Linked DNA regions of Drosophila melanogaster: region 1 is linked to region 2. Evidence: chromatin contacts called from public Hi-C data. All regions are on one chromosome and are shown on one strand. Each heading gives the region's core, a stretch centred on a gene start, on an enhancer-like site or on the middle of the called end of the contact. The rest is flanking DNA. Distances are from core to core; before and after follow the strand shown. Region 1 has its middle 14 kb from the start of CG9932. Region 2 holds the start of CG9933.

Region 1 (6,213 bases), core at 1,030-3,529, 52 kb after region 2:
GCTTTTATTCGAAATTTCGATTATTGACACAACTGAATAACGTTTATTTGAACACGTTTTTCTCTCCGAGACAATCGACAATTCTTATAAACCAAAATTTGTTGATAAAGTATTGTTCTCTGTGCAAACTTATTTGAAATTTGGTGAACTAAATTGAAAAGTTTGTTGTATTATTTATTAGAGTAGATATACTTAAAGACAAATATAATATTCAGCCATTGTAGAATATTACTATAAGCTTCATTAGTACAGGGTAGCACGGCAAAATGTAAATCATCGTGTGCAAAAAGTGAAGACAAACCAGCAGCAGCAGCAACAAAAAAGCCAGCGCCAATAATCAATTGGAGTGTCTGTCTTGGGTTTTATTTTTTCGGGGCGTTAATGGGAGGTGGTGGGGTGGTGTGGTTTGGTGCTGTTGGTGGTTCTGTCGGTGGTTCTACTGTGGCTCGGTTTGGTTAGTTACCGCCAGCGGCGACCGCATAAAGTGGAAGACAAGTGGCGGCATGGACAAGTGCCATAGAAATTGCGATTGTCTGTGGGTGGGTGTGTGTGTGTGTGGTTGTGTGTGTGTGAGTGTGGGTATTGCACAAGAGCCAAGAACGCAATGCAAACGCAAGACACCAAAAAAAAGCAATAGCAAAAGCTAAAAGAATCCGAAGCAGAAGCACAGGCAGAACAAGAAGACGATGAAAGGCAAAGGCACAACTCAAGCACGCACTTCAGACGCAAAAGAGACGGACGGAGTGCCAAACGGACGGACAGTGCGGACGGACAGCGGTACAACGCAACAAGAAATGCCGGACGGGCTAACTTCAGATACTCTTCAAGTGGAGAACAAGAGTAAGTATCTGTAAGATACAGTAATTATTCGGAAATTCGAAAATGAACTAATAATTTGCAAGTAAAACATACCAAAAGCGGATAGTAGAGTTAACAAGGAGTTATATTGAAAGAGTTATATTAGTATTCGAGTAATCATTTATCATAATCAAAATAAAACGACATATTTACTGGCATCAAAAACTAGCTTCTTGGATTTTTTATATTTTAAGATACATTTTGGTACTCTACCCCACTTGCAAAGGGTATCAAAGAGATATAGACAAGGCACAGGCTATTTTATAGCTGCTTGGTGATGAATGACTTGGGCGGTTTGGGCCTAAGGAGGTGGGGCTACGGGGCGTCAGGTGCGGAAATGTCATTTGAGCCATTGGATTCGATGACGGCATGGACGAAGATAATGATACCGATGATGATGATGACGATGACGAACTACGTCCATCCACGAGCTCTTGTTGTGCACGTTCCATCGTTCCGAGTTCCAACCATTACACATACGAACTTTCAATAGTACAAAAGTACGAAGAGCGAAAAAAATCCATGAGGAGGAGCACAGTCACCAGTTAGCAGTTCAAGTGTTTTTCCAGAAGCAGAACAATGGAGGTTGAAGAAGCAGCAGCAGCGGCAAATAATGCAAACAAATTTTGAGATACGAGTACGAAGAGTTAATGAAATTATGTAATTGAAGCGAAGGACTTTTGATGACAAAGAGAAATAAGTAAGATCAAAAACTTAGCTAGAGTTAGTGTCGCAGCAAAATAGAAAAAAGAACTTAATTATCTGAAACATTGATGAGTTATTTTAATATATCGAATATCTAATGTGCAAAATGAGCACTGAAAGTTGCTTCAATGCCAAATCTCGGAGCTCTCAAGAACAGATAAAGGCATTAAAATAATTCACTTCCACCATCGCAATTAACGCCATGAAAACATTCGCAGTGTCAACGTTAGACTTGGCTGCAATCCATCAAATCGAAAGATTCAATGCGAGCAAACTGAAGAAACAGTGGCGATCGGTTGAGAAATGGTGAGGAGGGGAAGCCGATAGGTATAAACTTCCCATAATAGCGCTAATTGTATGATATTTATAGTTGATTATTAAGCTGCCACTCAGAGAGCAAATAAAGCGCATTTAACAATAAAACAATTAGCTTTAGTAGTTTTTGTATATCAATAAAACATAACAGCAATTAAAATGTCACTGGCGAAAAATCACAAGCGACTGCAGTCGCTTCACCACTCGCACGAACTCATAGATACAGATACATTTGTATCTGGCCAGCGTATGGCATTGCAAAAAGTTTGTATGTCCGACTAAACACACACATGTTTGCCTGCGCGGGCTTCTGCTTCCAGTTTCGCTCTAGCCGTACTTTTATTTATAAGTATTTATGGTTGTGTAAATTTTAATTTAATTGCCAATGATACGCGTCATTCAAACCTCGATGCGATACATTACCGATGACGACGACGATTGACCACGACTGTGATGTTATCAAAAGTAAACAGACATGTGTGAGAATGTGTGTGTGTGGATGGAGTTGAGAGTGTTAAGCGAATAATGCGGGGGATTTTTATGCTCTATGAAATGTGCAAATGTTACAATGCTGTGACCGATGGGATTGGCTTATATATGAAAAGCTGATTTTATTATGATGTCGCGAGTTTATTGTGTTATTCAAAATGGCTGTAATTTGTTTATCGAAATTTCATTTGAGTTAATCACTTAATTTCAATAACACAAGCTGTTTGCTGCATTACTTAACAATTACGATGCATAATTAAGTCAGTCATATTTTAAATAAATTGAAACCCCTCATTCCAAATCATAGTTTTCAATGCAAACTGAAAGAGCATCTGTAATTCGGCAATTGCCACCAGCTTTTGTTTTATTTTATTTACCATTTTATTGGCGTATTTCAAAATTGTTTGGTGTTGCACGATAGCAGACGAACCGATACCGTATGAAATGACACTCGAGGGGCCACTTTTGCTCGAGTTTCCTTGGCCTGATGGATGACTTAAAGTTGCATTTCTGCTACTCCCTGCTACTCGCAATTGAAATTCAGCTAGCTTTTAATTTAAGGTTCGCCAAAAGCGCTCAGCTAATGCGGATTCAAATTCAGGCTTGATAAATTGTTTGACAGCCCATTGAAGCGTGTAATTTTTCGCATTGTTTCACTTGCCATTTGAAATGAGTTTGCTGGCTAGTGATCTATCGCCGCCAACCGATCTAGCTGGCTTTCCTGTCTTTCGGTGTGCCGGGTGTTAGATTTAATTTATGGCGCAACACAAACGCTCCATGCTCTACATATTCCGGCTACCAGTTGGTTAAAGGTGTGCCACCCCACCGAAACCGAAAATGTTTGGGTCGGTCAGAGACAAACATCATGCGCCCATTCCACGCGGTTCGATGCCATCCCATCCAATCGCTAATTGTCATCGACACGGGTCTTTGTTGTTCTGCAGCTGACTGAAATGAATGGATGGAAATTGGGGATGGGCCACCGGGTGCTTCTGTGGCCGATGCACTGCAAGAAAACACGATCGAGCAACGATTTCATTATGTATTACCAAAAAAAAAAAACCTATATCCTGTTGGGACATGCAGTATATCTATATCAAATCATTTCCATTGGCGCACTTCGTCACTACTTGAGTTTTAAAATGTAAAAACTAATATTATTTTTTTTTCCATGGACTTCTGCTGTTGTTGAAGTTCCTGCTGCTGATGATCTCCATTCCATGGCAATTGCCTATCTGCCGAAAATTATCAGCCAGCGACTGAGTGACCTCGCCTCTTCTCTTCTTTTCTTTTCTTTTATTTGGTTCTTCTGCTGCTGCGTACTCGCTTCGCATTTATTCAATTTATTTCTATTGCCGCCGCACTCATATCGCCAGTTTTCGTGTCGAGTTTCGTGCCGAGTTGAGCTAAGTTGAGAGCGTTGAGTTGAGTTGGGTTGAGCCAAGTCGTCTTCTTTAACATCTCCTTGGTCTTTGGCCACAATTGTCATTGTACTAATTCCATTAAATGATGGCGACTTGCGTGCTTTTGTAATTGAAGTGCTCGTGCAAATGGAAGAGGAAGCAGTAAGCGCAGAGGAAGCAGTACAGTCAAACTACACTATGGCGAACGGTTAGCTATATTGGCAAAGTAGGTTAGGTAGACTTATAATAAGAGACAGCCCTTTGAAATTTAAATAATTGTAGGTCTTCTTATTCTTAAATTTATCAATTTATGAATACAACTAACTTCAGGATCTGTAGCAATAGCCTCAGCGAATCTTCACAGTGAAAATAAAGCTTCGGCAATGGCACAAAGCATCAGCATACGTAAAGTATAGCTGGCGTAGAAGATTTAGACTTATAAATCGCGGCTAAGCCGGGGGAAGGGATGGGGTAGGTCCGAAGCTGCCTGAATAGTGTCTGAAAAGCTGAGACATCGGTCGAAAAAGAGCAGCTCAATAACTGAGCCACGCCCCTTTCAGTGCACATATGCGTGCTCGAGTGTTCACAGTCTGCTCCTCGAATTGAGACATTCAACGCCATCGATGTTGCTGCTGAAGCGGTTGCTGCTGCTGCTGATGAGGATGTTGCCGCTGTATATGTTGCTGCTGGCTCACTCTTATCTGTTGCTCAAAATTCCTTCAAGAACGAGGGGAAGTCTGGCACCGAGAATACTATACCCTTTTATCAATAGTTCTTTTTATCGCACATATAAATTAAATTCTTCGAAGAGAAGAGATGAACACGGAAATACCTAAGAACTATTTTTTCTAAATAATGCCAAAATTATTAAGTACTTATATACTTATATATAAATAATAGTAAACTTAGAAATAAAAAAAATATATTTGTTCAATGAGAGATAAGATGTTCAGCTCGTAATTTTCCAGCATGCACTTATGCAATAATACTTCTAAAACAAAGCTCAATAGTTTAAGGAATAGTATACATACATAAAAGAAGTCTATAAAGTCGCTATGTCTCTAACAAATTAGTGTATTAATGTCGGCAGCTTCAGCTTTTCACGCGCTTTGCCCCGCTTTTAACCTCTTTTCCACCCATTTTACTTCGCTCTTGTAACGAATGCTTATCGTGATGGCAAAAGCAAAGCCAAAACGAGGCCGTCGTTGTTGCTGCTGTAGAGAATGCAATTTTCTAATAATTTCGTTTTTTCATTTTGCGTTTATTTTTTTTTTGCCATATATGTGTGCACTTGTAATCACCATTAAAAGCGCTTGAAACTTTCTGCTCGCTTCCTTTGAGTTCCAGCTGCTGCCCCCTGACCCACCATGCACCACACTGCACCACCCTGTACCACCACCCAACCACCCACACATATTTACTTATGCAACCCACAACAGCTTCCCGCCAAATCGTCCCCCTAATCGCCAAACTGCAGCTGCTCAAGTTCTAATGAATATGTTAAATCTGACCTAATTTTACAGCGTAGAAAAAAAAAGTTCAAAATTGTGCGCTCAAATGCATTCGCATAATTAGATGCAGCAGAAGGGGGCGGGACAAGGGGGCGTGTCTGCAGTAATGCGTGCATTTTAAGTGTTGGCGTGGTGTGCAAAGTCTGGGGCGAAGGGCAAAAAAAAAAAAACGTTGATACGAGCAAAGCCTTTTTTTCAGTCAATTTCGTGTTGAAAAGTTTGCAAGATTTACGGAAGAACATTTTTAGTTTTGGAACATTTTGATACTCAGATACTCGGAAATGTAGATTGTTCCTATCTAAAATGGAAAAGTTTTGCAATAAGGATACAACTTTTCTGGTAAAAATAGTTTTATAAAATGACTACAAAAAATATTAATATATATCAGAGCGTTTTCTTATCTACTGAGAATGGCTGTTTTTTTATGTTGAAACAATTTAAATGATTTCTTATGATTTAAACCTCATCGAAAGCAAATTAATAGATCCAGCTGTAACCACAAAAACAATCATCGGTGTCCTACTTCATTTTTAAAGCACCTTTAACACCCCTAATATTCCCACAGCGTCAATTCGAAAACAATTCACTCAAAGTCAAAGAATAATAAAAACAATCAAAGAACAAACCAAATTAAAAAGCAATTCCCAGCTTGGAGCGCCTTAAGAAGTTCCGTGCTGTAACCAAGTGGACAACACTTACAACCTATCAAAAGCATCCCGGCCACCCCATGAAATGTCTCAATTTTGCGCTTGACAAAACTCCAAAAGCGGACCATATAATAAACACATAAAAGTAAATAAAAATCGCAATAAAAAACAACAAGAATACAAAATATCTAACGAACTGAGAGTGGACAACCCGAAGTGGAGATGATGAAAATATTGGGCATTGCCAAAAATACAAAAAAATGGCTTTTTCTGCCCAACCAGCAA
Region 2 (5,835 bases), core at 2,376-4,875:
ACCAATTTAGCTGTTACCAATTAAAGTATATCATAGTTTAAAGTTCGTTTTCCTTTTACAAAATAGTTTACTTGTATTATTGATTTAGATAACTTTAAATATGATATTTTGTTGCTTCATTAAGTTTGCGAAAACGATATACCTCTTCTGCGGATAATTCGGTGACCACCACAGACTCGGCCGGCTGTTGCGGCTGCACATCGGGGTTGGGTTGCTCAGGCAGTTGCTGACCGGGTATCTCGCCCTGCGCTAACTGGGGCTGCTGATCCTGTTCGTGCTGATCCTGTTCGTGGTCCTGATCCTGATCCTGCTCCTGATCATCATCCTCCTCCTCCTCCATGGGCTTTTGTGGCGGCTCTTCTTCCGGCATTTCTCGGATCCGCTGGTACTCTGGGAAACAATGCGCAGTTGTGCTACCAAATCTGTTTTCGCCTCTCTCACTGTTTTTGTTTGTTTGTGGCGTAGTTTTTCCGCCGCTTCTTCTGATGCTGCTGCAAAATAAGAGGCGATGATGTGGGTTAATGAACCAAACAAAAGCACGCGCACTCGACAAATAAATAAAATAACAAATAAAGAGAAAATTAAAACAAAGTCCAGCGGTCAACGTCAAGTTCACGCGAAGACAATGCCGCCATCGCCAAAACCAGATGGATTGGCCGTTTCTCTTTGTGCTACGCAACTACGCACTAGATGGATGATGTGCAGCATAGCTGGGAGCATACCAGGACAACTGACCTGCCGCACACAGTCAGTGTGCGAATCAAAAGCGGACGCAGATCGGCCGAGGTTGACAAAAAGTGCACGGCTGCAACTATTTTTAGAAGAGGATTTCTCGAGCACTGGCGCTGCACTGCACCCAAAACAAGTGCAGTAAACAATATCATAACATATGCGGAATCGGATGGCGAAACCTTATATAATGTTTAGGGATAGCCGATCGAATAGGATCGGATCGGCACGGGATATCACCAGCTCATTTGCGCATTTGAGACGGCGGATAAAGTACACAAAATCGTGGGATATATAATCGGACATAGGTTCGATGTGAGGGTGTGTGAAATACGGAAAATCGAGGATTGCGCCGCACATATATTCGCACTTACCTGACTCTACGGACCGACTTTCACCTGCTGCAAAACGTATTGGTTGTGCTACGGCCCGTAACTATTGCATTTTACGGAACTCTATATGGTTTCGACAATTCACCCGAACAATTCCACGTCTGGTGGTGACCACGCAAAAAATTTCTCTTTTGTTCTGCGAGCTTCGTGGGGATTGGTTATCGGCCCTCGGCTGGCTATATCTATGTGGGGATCGCCCGAATGCGATCCGTATATCGACACAAATGCTTCACTGGCCAGGCGATGGGCTCAAGAAATACAGACCTCCGAACTTTCCTCCAATTGAATTACTTATAATTTTTGGGTTTCGCGTCAGTCGACGAACAGTGTTTCAGTTTGGTCTGGTGGCCGACAGTCACACTGGCCGCGGCGTGGTCACACTTAAAGATGGAATGTTCGCCGATAGTTGCTTTAACCCTTGCAGGGCCCTCATATTTTTATGATTTCATTATCGAATTTAAAATTTCGTTAAACATCCGAAAAGTTGTGAATCATTTGAATACTATTTGTAATTTTAAATTTGCACTTTTGTTTTTGCCTTTAATTGCAATAATGTTCTCTAAGCATCTATACCCAATTTATATATCCTTTTTGCTCTAAGAGAACTAGTTTGAAAATATCTGAAACTATTGTTTGTTTGTCGTTTGAAAATATTTAAATATCGCTGAATTACTAGGTGCGAACTGATTAACGATGGGAAATCAAAAATTAGGCCTACCAAAATGGTTATATTCCTCATGACACATAATGAAAAGCAAGTGTTGTTTAGTTATTTTTGTTCAACAAAAGAAAATCATTTACTTCATTTTACAAAAATGTTACAATTATGTGGAACCTAATTATGAACCTAATACCTAAGTAACCGCTACTAGAAATCCGTGTATCGCTGTCGCAGACTCTGCCTTTTGGCAACGTGATGCATCTGCAAAACACAAGCATTTGAATTACAAACTGGCATTATATGTGGTTTTAATTAGGATAAGGACTAACCAAGCGCTGCTGACGTCGTTCTCGATTCATTTCGTAGGCCTTGAGCAGCGAGGGGCACGTGCGCTTGATGAACTCCTCCGATTGCCAGAAGAGTCCGCCTTGGTTCTCGTAGCGCAGAAGGAATTCAACCTGCAAGGATATTAAGGTTATTAAATGATACCTACAATTGGGATAGAGGGCAAACTACATAAGATTCAGACTGTTTAAAAGTTTTCCTTCGCTTTACAAAGTAAAGAAAGCTGATCTTTGGCTTATTTATTTTGTAAAAGCAAAAGTCATATAGCAAACCTTTTCCAGCTTAGAATTTTTGTTTACTAAATATGATATGAATAAACCAACAATGTGTTGTAAATGAAACTGTAATCGAATTCATAGAAAATTTGTGAACCCTAAACCGTACTGATAGTTTATTGCTTTCGTATTGCAAACGTACCTTTCCCGCCTTGGTCTCCTTGCCCAGAATGCGTTCAATGCCATTCTCGGGCTTGATGCGTCTGAAGAAGTCCTCGTCGTTGTACTCGGTGACCACCTCCTCGCCGACTTCGTTTAGCATATCCTCGATGCTGAGCAGTCCATCCTGCAGCCGCTCGCCGTTCTGTTCGACGCGCTGCACGTATGTCAACGGGTGCTGCTTGAGGTAATCCTCCGCCTCGGCGATTGTCTTGGCCAGATCGAACTCCTCCTCCGCCTCCTCCTGCTCATCGTCATCGTTGTCCTCGTACTCACCGTCCAGCTCCATGCCATCACAGTTAGCGCCGCTGGGCGAGGAGGTTCGTTTGGTATGCATGGAGCGTCGCTTTCTTTTCATCCAGTTCCCGCCGTCGTTTTCCTTGACGTCCGGATGGAAGCGTACCTTCTTCACGCGCACGGACGACGAGGCGGAATCTGTTGTTTCGGGGGTGGACTGGCTGGGTGTCTGCTGCGACTCCAGCATGCTGCCGCTGATGCTACTAGAGGCGGACGTGGGTGTTGATGTGGATGTGGATGCTGATACGGAGGCGCCGGTGCTCTCCGCCAGCGTGGTTTCCTTGAGGTTCTGTGATATAAGCTTGACTTTCGTCTCGAAGGCAGTGCATGGAGATGTGGGCGATTTGCTGGCCGGATGTTCTGGTGGGGATTGACTGCTCTGCGGACTGTCGCCCTCGCCGCACGACCCCGCCGCAGCTTCAGTCTTGTGATCCGTCTGCTTGCCGGCTCCCTCCATCGAACCGGATTCCTTGTTAATCGATTCCGCAGCGGAATCCCTGCTGCAGTTGTCCAGATCTCCGACTGTGGAGTCTCCGTCGCCCGTCGTCGTTGTCTCCACCATCACACACTTGATTTGCATAGATTTGTCCAGCGAGTCACTGCCAGCCGAGTCATCATTGGACTTGGTATCCATGTGTTTGGGTGGCTCCGTGTTCTCTGCGTTGGCTCTCTATCGTTTTGCGGCTCTGCTAAAGTTCAATTTTAGCTAAATGCATCGCAATTCATTTGTAATCTTTCAACAAAACGGCTTTCTCAGTGTTACCGTACCGACAACTATGAAATATACCCTCAAATTTGCGTAGCTGACTTGGCAGCGATTGTGAAACGATTGGAATTGCAACAGGGAGCTAAATAGTATATATGATTTTATATTTTCTTTGGCTCTTTTGATTATTTGGAGAGTTATTATTTAAGTATCTCAGTAAGAGTAATCTGGAATAGCATTGCATATCCCTTTTTGATTATTATTATTTTTTCTTTAATTAAAAGAAAAAGAGTAAAATAATCTTTTGTTCCACATTCAATCGTTTCACAGAGTTGCCGTATCTTGAAAGTCACTTTTAAATTGATATACCGCTATACCGTTACGCAGGCTACCTTTCAAATTAAAATTCCGTTAAAAAAGAATGCTTGATTTTGATGTTTGATTTCAGTAAAGAAAAAAGAAAAATGTTGAAGTGCTTTCAATTTAATAGAAGTCAATGAACTATTTTGCATTATGATTTGAATTTTTAGAAACTACTTTTGGCGTTTAGATCTGAACCCAATTATTCGATTTCTTTTTTAAATAGAAGTACCAAACATACAGATAATCGGTCAATTGTAAATGCAACTTGTGTTGTTTTTATTTGATTTCTTTATTAACAATTGTTTTTGTACATTTTCTCTTTTGTAATTCAATGCCGTAAATCTTATTGTGTGTTTGTGTGGTGTGTGTAAGTGTTGCGTGTGGTTGTGTGCGCAGTAAACAAAACTAAGTTATTTACACTAGCTTTAAGTTTAAATGTAGTTCAATGTTAAGGACTATTTAATATATAATATATTGTGTGTATAGATATTCGTATCGATATAAGATGTATATATGCATATCAAAGGCGGTTTGCATTTATATCCAAGTTAGATTCTGTATACATATCGCTTGTTTGCGCTATATCTTCTGGTTTTGATTTGCTTTGTTTTCAAATGTTTCCTTGCATTAAGTTTAAACTATTTAAATATGGCCCCGCTATTCCACATGTGTTCTTTTTGTTTGCTTATAGTTTAATGATAACATTTTGTTTGTAGTGTTAACGCCTACACTGTGCTACAAAGACGCCGTTTGCTGGAAAACATTCGCACTAATGATGAGAACATAACTAATCCGTAGTAGAAACTAATTACTATTAACTAATTTTAAATGTGTGCTGCACTTGTACAAAATAATATTGCAAATATTGCAAAAAATTCCCTATTCTCTGTTGATTTTTCAATTGCATTTTAAATGTGTTTCTTTTTGTTTCTATAGTTTTTATTTTTGCAGCAGCTGTGTGTAAATATATATATATGTATAGATTTATATAGTATGTATATAGTACCATATTCATTGCATGATATACGCGCTCACTTTCTTATTTCTTTTTTTTTTTGCATTTACAATTATCAATAATCACAGTTCCCATTCGAAAAATTAAACGAATTATTTGTAGCAAGACATAATTTTGAATTTATCTCTTTTTCTCCTGTACAAAGTTGATTTCCTTGAAACGCTTTTGGATCTTGCTCGGATTGGGTTGGTTTTCCAATTTAATATATTAAGCCGATGGTAAATATATATATATAGGTTCTATATTAAAATGCCTTCTATAGTTATCTCTTTGATAAGTTACAATACGATTAGTTTAAATTACATTTTGCACCGTTCTAGCAAGTAATTACATTAAGAATTCCGGCTTATCCCATTTGCAAAGTATTCGAATAATGGTATTTCATTCCTTTTTTGTTTATAAATTATCGTTACTTAATTACCTTAGGTTCTAGAAAAAACGTAAAAGTGCAGGAACATGTTCCAACTAGGTGTGTATAAGTGGGTGTGTGTTAGTGACAATAGAAATCCCAAAACAGGTGCCTAAAACGAATCCCCAACTCCACTAACGCATACCCAAAAAAAAATATGGAAAAGCATAAGCAACAACAAAATATTAACAAAACCAAAACTCACTTAAATCGAAAAATAACCATAAGCTTAGTTGGATAAATTATGGATTAAATTAAATAAAAGGTTCGACCCTTGGATGTGGCCTACTTTCTGGAAATGACTTTGCCCGTCTGGGCATTGACCAGTATCATTTTTTCCGGTGTTGCGGGTCGCTCCTGGCCGGAGGTGGAAGTGGCGTCCTCCGACTGGTTGGCACTTCCCCGAAGGATCCTTCTGCGCAGGCGATCGCTGATATTCTCGCTCTTCTGGGACTCTGAATTGGCGCCCTCATCCTGGGAGAGC

The links. A called contact is a pair of places that touch in the nucleus more often than the background predicts.
Region 1: a Hi-C map of the Kc167 cell line shows a contact between it and region 2, with 6 times the contacts expected there. The contact joins the enhancer-like site here to the promoter of CG9933 in region 2. A contact is called at or near these places in 16 of 107 Hi-C or Micro-C datasets (the D17-c3 cell line, the Kc167 cell line, the OSC cell line and 8 more).

The regions. Positions count from the first base shown.
Region 1 is chr2L:13,070,537-13,076,749 of dm6, forward strand. No RefSeq gene overlaps it. Among named protein-coding and RNA genes, the nearest start is that of CG9932, 14 kb to the left of the region's middle. Within about 2 kb of position 2,280, at least 29 of the 39 cell types and tissues checked have an H3K27ac peak or open chromatin away from gene starts, as enhancers often do. A contact at or near this core is called in the D17-c3 cell line, the Kc167 cell line, the OSC cell line and 4 more, where this site is marked.
Region 2 is chr2L:13,017,687-13,023,521 of dm6, forward strand. It overlaps CG9933, which reads right to left and starts at 3,626. Exons shown (of 3, transcript NM_135754.4): 1 at 2,545-3,626; 2 at 2,112-2,240; 3 at 1,889-2,043. The coding sequence starts at 3,492. The coding sequence ends at 1,990. CG9932 reads right to left here. Exons shown (of 7, transcript NM_001273500.2): 7 at 4,182-5,835. The coding sequence ends at 5,637. It overlaps Ube4B (Ubiquitination factor E4B), which reads right to left and starts at 1,748. Exons shown (of 9, transcript NM_135753.4): 1 at 1,104-1,748; 2 at 143-491. The coding sequence starts at 370.